Linked DNA regions of Rattus norvegicus: region 1 is linked to region 2. The links are chromatin contacts, called in public Hi-C maps. All regions are on one chromosome and are shown on one strand. Each heading gives the region's core, a stretch centred on a gene start, on an enhancer-like site or on the middle of the called end of the contact. The rest is flanking DNA. Distances are from core to core; before and after follow the strand shown.

Region 1 (4,088 bases), core at 419-2,918, 250 kb before region 2:
ACATCTGTATAGATGACCTCTCTTCTCCAGTTACACTTCGACCTTCTAAAGCTATCAATGCTACTATGGTGCTAACTCACCTTTAAAGGTATGTTGTTAGGAAAAGAGGAGACATTACATTAGCCCGGTCTCGGGTAGTAAAGTCGAGAAATATAACCGAGAAGAGTGAAGGTGGATACTACTGTAATTATTGCGATGTCTTATGCTTACTGTAGATGTCACGGCCTCAGTAAGGCAGATTTGATATGCAAATGTTTATCTCATACCTTCGTAAGGAAAACCTTCGCCATGTGGTGTTGTCTCTCTGCTATTGCTCTTTGGATACAATCCACGTTGGGTTTATCTCCAGTTTCTTGACATTGATTATGATGGATTTGTGTGATCTTTGAGAGTTTTCATCTCGCTGAAAAGGTATACACTTTATTTATTGGACTTAATTGCCTCCCCAAATTGCCCGTGTTGTCAATTACCGTCTATAAACCATGGATACCTCACCTTGAACTCTCTGCTGCCTAGTGCGTTTGACTGACAACCACGGTGATAGACATTAGTCTGACTACATCATATAAACACATGCGTAAACCTTTAAGGTGTTTCTTTGCATCTGGCGGACTTCACAATGAGAGGGAACAAAAACAATCATTAGCACAATTAAGTAAGAGGAGTGGTACACGTTTTCCTCAGAAATGCTGGTTTTATGAGCCATTTAAGTAGACAGGGTCGCCACTGTCGCCTCAGAACCAAGCTGCAGATGGGTGACTTTTTGTGTCCTCTAGCCACTTTAATTTAATTTGTTCCATTTACTTTTCCAAGCTTTTCATCTTCCCACCATTTTAATACCATCAGAGATGGGGGGCTGCCCATGACATTCACACTTGACATTATCAAACACAAAAGCATCACTCATACACTTGAGTGCATTACAATGCAAGGGAAAAAATATATATCCCAAAGCCTTGGAAATTCTCCTCTTATACCTTCAATGTAGGTGGGATTTTTTTTCTTCTGGATGACTTATTTGACTGTTTTGCTTCTGTATGTTTGTATAGGATTCTAAATTACCTAGATAAAAAATCAGCAATAAAAAACAAAAACAGGAAAACCAACAACAACAAACAAACAAATCCATACTACCACATAAGCTGCCTCGTGTTCACTAAATGTATATGGTTTAATGCAATTCTATTACTATCGTTTCATTGTTAAGGGCTCGTTGCATTTTGACCCTTTACCAAAGTTGATCTTTGTATTTGAGGAGAGGTAAATTTTCTCTGTCAACTTCTGTCTGACAGTTTTGGCCGAAGCTTGTCCTGCCCGCAAGTCTATCATTGCATTTCTCTATTACTGCTGGGTGAACCAGAGAGGTACTGATATCTGCTGTGGACCTACCTGTGTGTGTGAGTGTGTGTGTGTGTGTGTGTGTGTGTGTGTGTGTGTGTGTGTGTGTGTGTGTGTGCGCGTGTTCTCATGTGGTGGTGGTTTGGAGGGCAGGCTGCAAGTTGGGGGAAATATTCAAATACGAATTTATCTCTAGGTCCTTTTGCTTATTATTTTGAGCCTTCTATTCAAAGATAACTCCCCCACCTCCACACACCCACACACCCCATGTAAGACAACCCTCGTGATCTGAACAAATATCATTATCAGACTGCGGCGAATTGCTTTGGCAGTGTTACATCATGCATCGGGTTCCTGTGTGCTGTAGAGCTCTGTAAAAACCACCAGCTACATGGTACCCTGCAGGTTTAATATACTTCTGCAGCCCTGTGCTTGGGAAGGATTTCTGTAATTGGAGACAATCTAGTAAGGAGAACTTTTTAAGCCATCGGAGGCCAAAATACAAGTTTTTGAGAAATGGGAGTTCGCTAGCTTGAAACTGAATAGATTACAAATTTCTCTTAACTGGACAGAATCCTAATTGCCTGTACAGTACAGTCCTGATTATCCGGGGTTTGATTTTCCAGTACACGGATTATTCAGATTTCGTCTCTGACTCTGTCTTCTCTCTAAGTACCTGACGTGAAACACTTGTCTAATCATTAGTGTCTCTGCTAATGATATGGAAGGGAGAAGTCCAAGCCAGTGAATAGCATTCAAAGATGGAAAGTTGTGGAAAAAGTCTACGTTTTAAAGTTATCCACTACAATCATCTGCTAAATTTCAGTGTTGGGGGGAGGAATATCACTTTCTAGCTACTAATGATAGCTTACTTTATCTTCTCGTATGTCACCCTCTCTTCTGCCCTTTAAAGGAGCAAACCACTCAGATAAAATGAAACAAATCAGCCAGTCTTAACAGGGTCAAATTTCTAGGTGTGTTGTTTTGACATATACATCTCCCCTCCCAGAAGGCTAACTACCCATTTTAATGAACTAGTTGGGGATTGGGGTGTGCGGGTCTTTTAAAAGGCCACTTGGGTCAAGCAAGGGTACCTTTTGAATGAGATCAGAATTTTGATTAGCATAGGTCTCTTATGTTAAATCCAAAAGTAGGTTATTGCACTTGTTCCCCAACACACTTCCATTGGCATCGCTGGCTAGGTGCCAATCATTTCTCTGTGAATCTTTTTTCAGGGTAACCTATTGAAAGTCTCCCCACTCCTGGTGACTTCTGGGCTTCTTGGTCATAGGTTTGGCTAAAGCAGTGGAAAGATGGAGAGTAGACCTTGAACTTTCATAAAGGGCCTAATTGTAGACCGGGTGTGGAAGTCACCAGCTACCTTGCCACACATCTGAAGGATGGAGCCAGGATTCTCTCTAGTGAATATTATGACGAAATCAGAAATTGGTTTTCTCTCACTCTCTTCTTTTGTAGCATGGACATTTTCCAAATCTTCCAGTTGTATCTCCTGGTTTACTGATACTGTCTCATCAAACAGTGCCCAGTTTTCTTATGCCATCTCTCTTAGGGCATCCAAGTCTTAACAATTGGTAGTACTTTTGAGACACCTAATCAAAATTCATAAGACCTTTCTAGTTATAAATGTAGAATGCTATGTAGTGATAAAATACACACCATATAATAGGATTGACACAACAGGGTAAAGGGCACAAAGTGCTATTGTCTCCTCAGTGCTTTAAAAATACTCTTTTATCACTAAATTAAAAAGTTGAGCGTGTTAGAAAGAAATTTGCTTTAAGATTTTAAATGTTCATGTGTAGCCAGATGTGGCATAATGGCTAATAGTCTTCAATGTATCCATTAAAAGAGAATTTACACAGTAATATAATATGTAAAGCTGAAAGTGGAAAAGAATTATTAGAAAAACCACTTGTGGGTTGAAAAGTTGGCTCAGGACAAAGCAATTGCTGTGAAAACCTGAGGCCCTGAGTTCGAATCCCAGGAACCCATTTAAAGCTGGGGGTGTTCGTATGCATGCTGCTAATTCCACTATTCCTACAGTTGAGAAGTTGAGAGCTTGAGTTAAGAGAGTCCCCAAAGACCCCAAGCCACTTAGCCTAGTCTGTAGAGCAACAGAGAACAAAGAAACTGAGTCTAAAACATAATGGAAGTCAAGAAACAACACTGTAGGTCACTAGTTCTCAACATGTGGGTGGAGATACCCATGGGGGTCACATATCACATATCCTGTATATCAGATATTTACATACTGATTCATAATAGTAGCAAAATTACAGTTGTGAAGTAGCAACAAAATAAACTTCATGGTTGGGGGTAACCCCAGCATGAAGAAATATATTTAAGGGTCACGGGTTTAGAAAGGTCGAGAACCACTTTTCTTGGTTGTCTTCTAACCTCTATAAGCATGTTGTACACAAGAGTGTCCACAGTTATCCACATGATCAGACACACACATACAAACCCACACACAATCAGGCATACACACACACACACACACACACACACACACACACATACACACACATAAACACACAATCTACATGAACAGGTATACACATACCCATATTGTATATACAAAAAAAAAAAAGAAAGAAAAACCAATGGTCAATCTGAACACAGTGTTTTATATACAGCATTCATCAGCATCTAAATTTTATATTTATAGATGTGCATATACAACATACAGAACACGTGTCTATATCTGTACTTAATTTCAGGGAGATACC
Region 2 (3,826 bases), core at 131-2,630:
CTGCAAAGCATACAGATCTCAGGCTCACACCTCAGCTCCCAGACACACACGTCTCCTTCTTTGTACAGAAAGGAACTGAAATCCACAACTGGGTCTGCATGGGTTGGAGAATGTGGGATAGAGTTCAGTGTCTGATAGATTAACATTTCCTCTCTCTCTCTCTCTCTCTCTCTCTCTCTCTCTCTCTCTCTCTCTCTCACACACACACACACACACACACACACACAGAGGAATCTGCACCAGCCCTGAGCCAGGAACATGGGCAAAACAATCTTCATAGAAAGCTTGGATGAGGAAAGAAGAGTTTCCCATGGCAACAGTGAAAAAGAGCCTTAAATGAATACAGGGCACACTTCTTAATCATTCTCTGGCCCCATCCCAATCATGTCGGCTCCACCTTCTGACTACATATTTAGTGTTTTGTTTTGTTTTGTTTTGTTTTTGAGACAGGGTCTCCCTGTGTAGCCCCAGCTGTGCTGGAACTCACTTTGTAGACCAGGGTGGCTTTGAACTCAGAGATCCTCCTGCCTCTGCCTCCTGAGTGATGGGATTAAAGGCCTGCATCACCACACCCCAGCTTTCTTACTACATCTTTAATTGTATGCAGAAATACAAGGGCATCTCGCTGTGCATGTACAGAGCGGCTAGGCACTCAGTGCATTCGCTCCCCAAACAATGAGGTCCTTAAAATCCTTCTCCATAGGAGGAAGACTTGGCTCTAAAGATTCACTGACCCCCCCCCCCCCCCCGCTGGACAGGAAGAAGGTCATTATGTGCTAGTCTCCAAACCACAAACAGGCCAAATTAAGTACTCATTTTCATTAAGTTTCATTAAGTTTTTCTAGCATATCACACTTTGTTATGGATTTTATGACCCAGTTCAGTACCTTTCCCATATGGACTGACTGGGTCACTGAAGTGTTGAGTATGTATCAGTGACCTAAAATTAGGAGCAGAATTCTGGATCCCCACTGCTTCCTTGCTGTGTGACTCCAAACCCACGGAGTGCATTCTCTGAAAAAGAACAATGCAGGTTCCTCCCTCCCTCCCTACAGACTTGCCTTGTCTTAACCGAAATAACGGATGTGAAGTCTGAAGGATCCTCTACCTGCAATAGTCACTTCCTTTGTCTCTACTCAATGGCGGCACTCCTCTGTGATCCAAATTTCATGAGCAATTTCAAAACCATCTCTATCTAAACTGGTTGAGAACCCAACAGACACCAGATTCCTCTCACCCCATCGGGTAAGGGCTGACCCAGACTCCGCCCTCCACCTTTAAGACAGAAGCCTGGGAGTTTGCTTTCTGCTAATCAGGCTTTGTGCTTAGCTTCCGTTTCTCCATACTGACCTTTCCCCTTGTCACAGGTTGCACCAGAGAGCAAACAAACCCAAAGCATTCTTGGATAACAGGCACATACAGACCTTTCCCAAGCAGAGCTTAACTAGTAATACAACCCCCCCCAAAAAAAATGAATGCCCTTGGCTTCAGCAAGAACAAAATCCAATTGTTAGGGCTCCTTGTGGGTCCTCAGAGGGTGGGGCCAGCAGGGGGGCAAGGAATTGTTATTGCAACTAGATTTTAATCAACAGTTTCAGTAACAATATTGAATTAAAAAGTTACTAGCTACTAGTTAGACCACGGCTTAGCTCGCACTCGGGCAAATCAGTCATTCTGTGGTGATTAACATCTATTCAGAACAGAGAATGTATTATGGGTACTAAATTATCATAGGAATTAATGCAGTCTTTTTAAAGGGCTTAAAATATGTTAATAAATACAGTATTCCAGCACCTGCAGCTCAAGGAACCAAAGTCATTAAAGATGGATATAATTATATTTATTATTGCAGGGATCTAGGTAGGGGAAAAACAGTTTAATGAGCATGAATGAAACAGGGGTTCTTTATTTAAAACTTCTTACCTGGAAACTGCTCCCTTTGAGGAGTTGTTATTCCATCCACACTCCTCACTGAGTACAAGAGCAGTGAGGAGAGCCCATCAGAGATGAATTGCTAACCCCTGGTCAAACACTGAGGTCCACTGGGGACAATGCCCTTGCTTCCACACATGAGACTTTACTCTGCCATGCTAGAAATGATTACCCCGATGCCCCACCCCTTTACAGAATTCCATGTCCATCCTCTTCCTACTCCACCCAAGAGCCACACCCTCCCGTGATTCCTAAAACATGTCAGACCCTTCCCTATCTATCATCGAATGCCCTTAGCTCTCCGGTCTGTGTCTGTGACAGCATCAACTTAACACATATTAGCCATGCTTTGTCGTAAACTGGTGTTGAATGGTAGCTGCTTTAACCTTCAAGAGAGCTACACAAACCAAAGCCCATAGCACGGCCATTTCACAGGTGAGGAAAATGAGTCTCCCAGCTGGGTTGCCCTTGAGCCCACTTCCTGACGTCCTAGTACAAAGTTTCAGAGCCTCAGCTGTAGGAGGACGGCTACTTCCCTCAATCTCCATTCAGATGTTAGGTCTGGTGCCTGTGGTAAAATCCCTATCTCCCGCCATTTCTCTTTCCTCTCTCGGCATCCAGTTTGTCTGATGAAGGTCCTGTGAGCACAGTTTAAGCTGATTTTCTCTGCACGTATTTTTAGCTTCATTTTTCCTCTCCTAAACGACCATCATCCTCATGAAGGCAGCAACTGTTCTACTTTGTCACTTGATGTCCCCAGTCCTATTAGAGTAACTGACACTTAATAAATACTGAGTAAATATTTGTTTAATGGGTCCTTGAACTCATATGTTCACCATTTGCTGTCTCTACCTAGAAGAAATGGCATTATTTATCTATGCACAGAAAGATAAATGGAAAACATCACATCTCTTTGTTCCAAATTATCAGATGAATAAAATGTGGTTTTATTGAGTAACCCTCTTTTATGATCAAATATTTTCTTATTTAAGGCTTACAAAAATGACAGTTTGGTAAAGCTATTTCTGTACTAAATCTAGGAGTCTTACATAAAATATGGAATTAATACTGGGGATAAATCCTATTTAGATGATAAGAAGTCAGAGATGTTGGGCGGAAAGGTCCCATGCTGGGATATCTAGCCGAATCAAGTTCTCCACAGACTTAGCCCAGTGCAATTTCTGCCCACCAGTCTTGCTCAAGCAGCCCCCTGGGTCAACGCATCAGGACATCCAAAGAAGTCTGTTGCGATTGGCAAGCCATGAGCACAAGATTGGAAGTTTTTTACTTTTTGTAAAGTAGAAAGCTAGACGGGAAAATATCACATCTCTTTGTTTTACTTTCTGAAATCTAGGGCATATTTGAGGTGAAAAACGAGCTACCTGTCCTCATGGTGGGGCGCGTTTGAAATGCTATCTCCTTTTACGAAGTAGAAGGGAAAGAGGTAAACACATGTGGGGTGGGATTAAAATGGTGGGTCCCACGCTTATGGTGAGATGTGAGCCTCAGAGAAGCTGCCTCACTTTCCTGGTTTGCCAGCTTGTGGAGGTCTTAACTCAGCTACTAAATCCTCAACACTTTTGTTCGTTACCCCAGGGGGGGGGGGCGCAGACCACATTGACAATCTGATTGGAACAAGGGCGTGTACCAGTAAGAAACAAGTTTCGAATTTGTTGGACAGTCTCGAATCCTTTCCTTGGCTCTTCAGAGGCCTCCCTGTGCCCTCTAGCCGAAGAAGCCCCCATAGAGTATGGCACTGCCACTTCATTGTAAACGGGACCGCTTACTGAGCTCCTGGTCTCTGTCAGGTGCCTGGCTAAATTATATACATTTTCAGTAAAAGCATTGCTTTTATTTTTCGGATGATGAAATAGAAGCTCAGGAAAACAAACTA

Evidence for each region. A called contact is a pair of places that touch in the nucleus more often than the background predicts.
Region 1: a contact with region 2 is called in a Hi-C map of hepatocytes, with 2.6 times the contacts expected there. The contact joins two enhancer-like sites. A contact is called at or near these places in 2 of 12 Hi-C or Micro-C datasets (hepatocytes and liver).

Annotation. Positions count from the first base shown.
Region 1 is chr10:21,648,596-21,652,683 of GRCr8, reverse strand. The region is part of intron 3 of Tenm2 (teneurin transmembrane protein 2); the gene reads left to right. Among named protein-coding and RNA genes, the nearest start is that of Tenm2, 470 kb to the left of the region's middle. Within about 2 kb of position 1,668, at least 3 of the 93 cell types and tissues checked have an H3K27ac peak or open chromatin away from gene starts, as enhancers often do. A contact at or near this core is called in hepatocytes, where this site is marked.
Region 2 is chr10:21,396,160-21,399,985 of GRCr8, reverse strand. All of the region lies in intron 3 of Tenm2 (teneurin transmembrane protein 2), which reads left to right. Among named protein-coding and RNA genes, the nearest start is that of Wwc1, 440 kb to the right of the region's middle. Within about 2 kb of position 1,380, at least 1 of the 93 cell types and tissues checked has an H3K27ac peak or open chromatin away from gene starts, as enhancers often do. A contact at or near this core is called in hepatocytes, where this site is marked.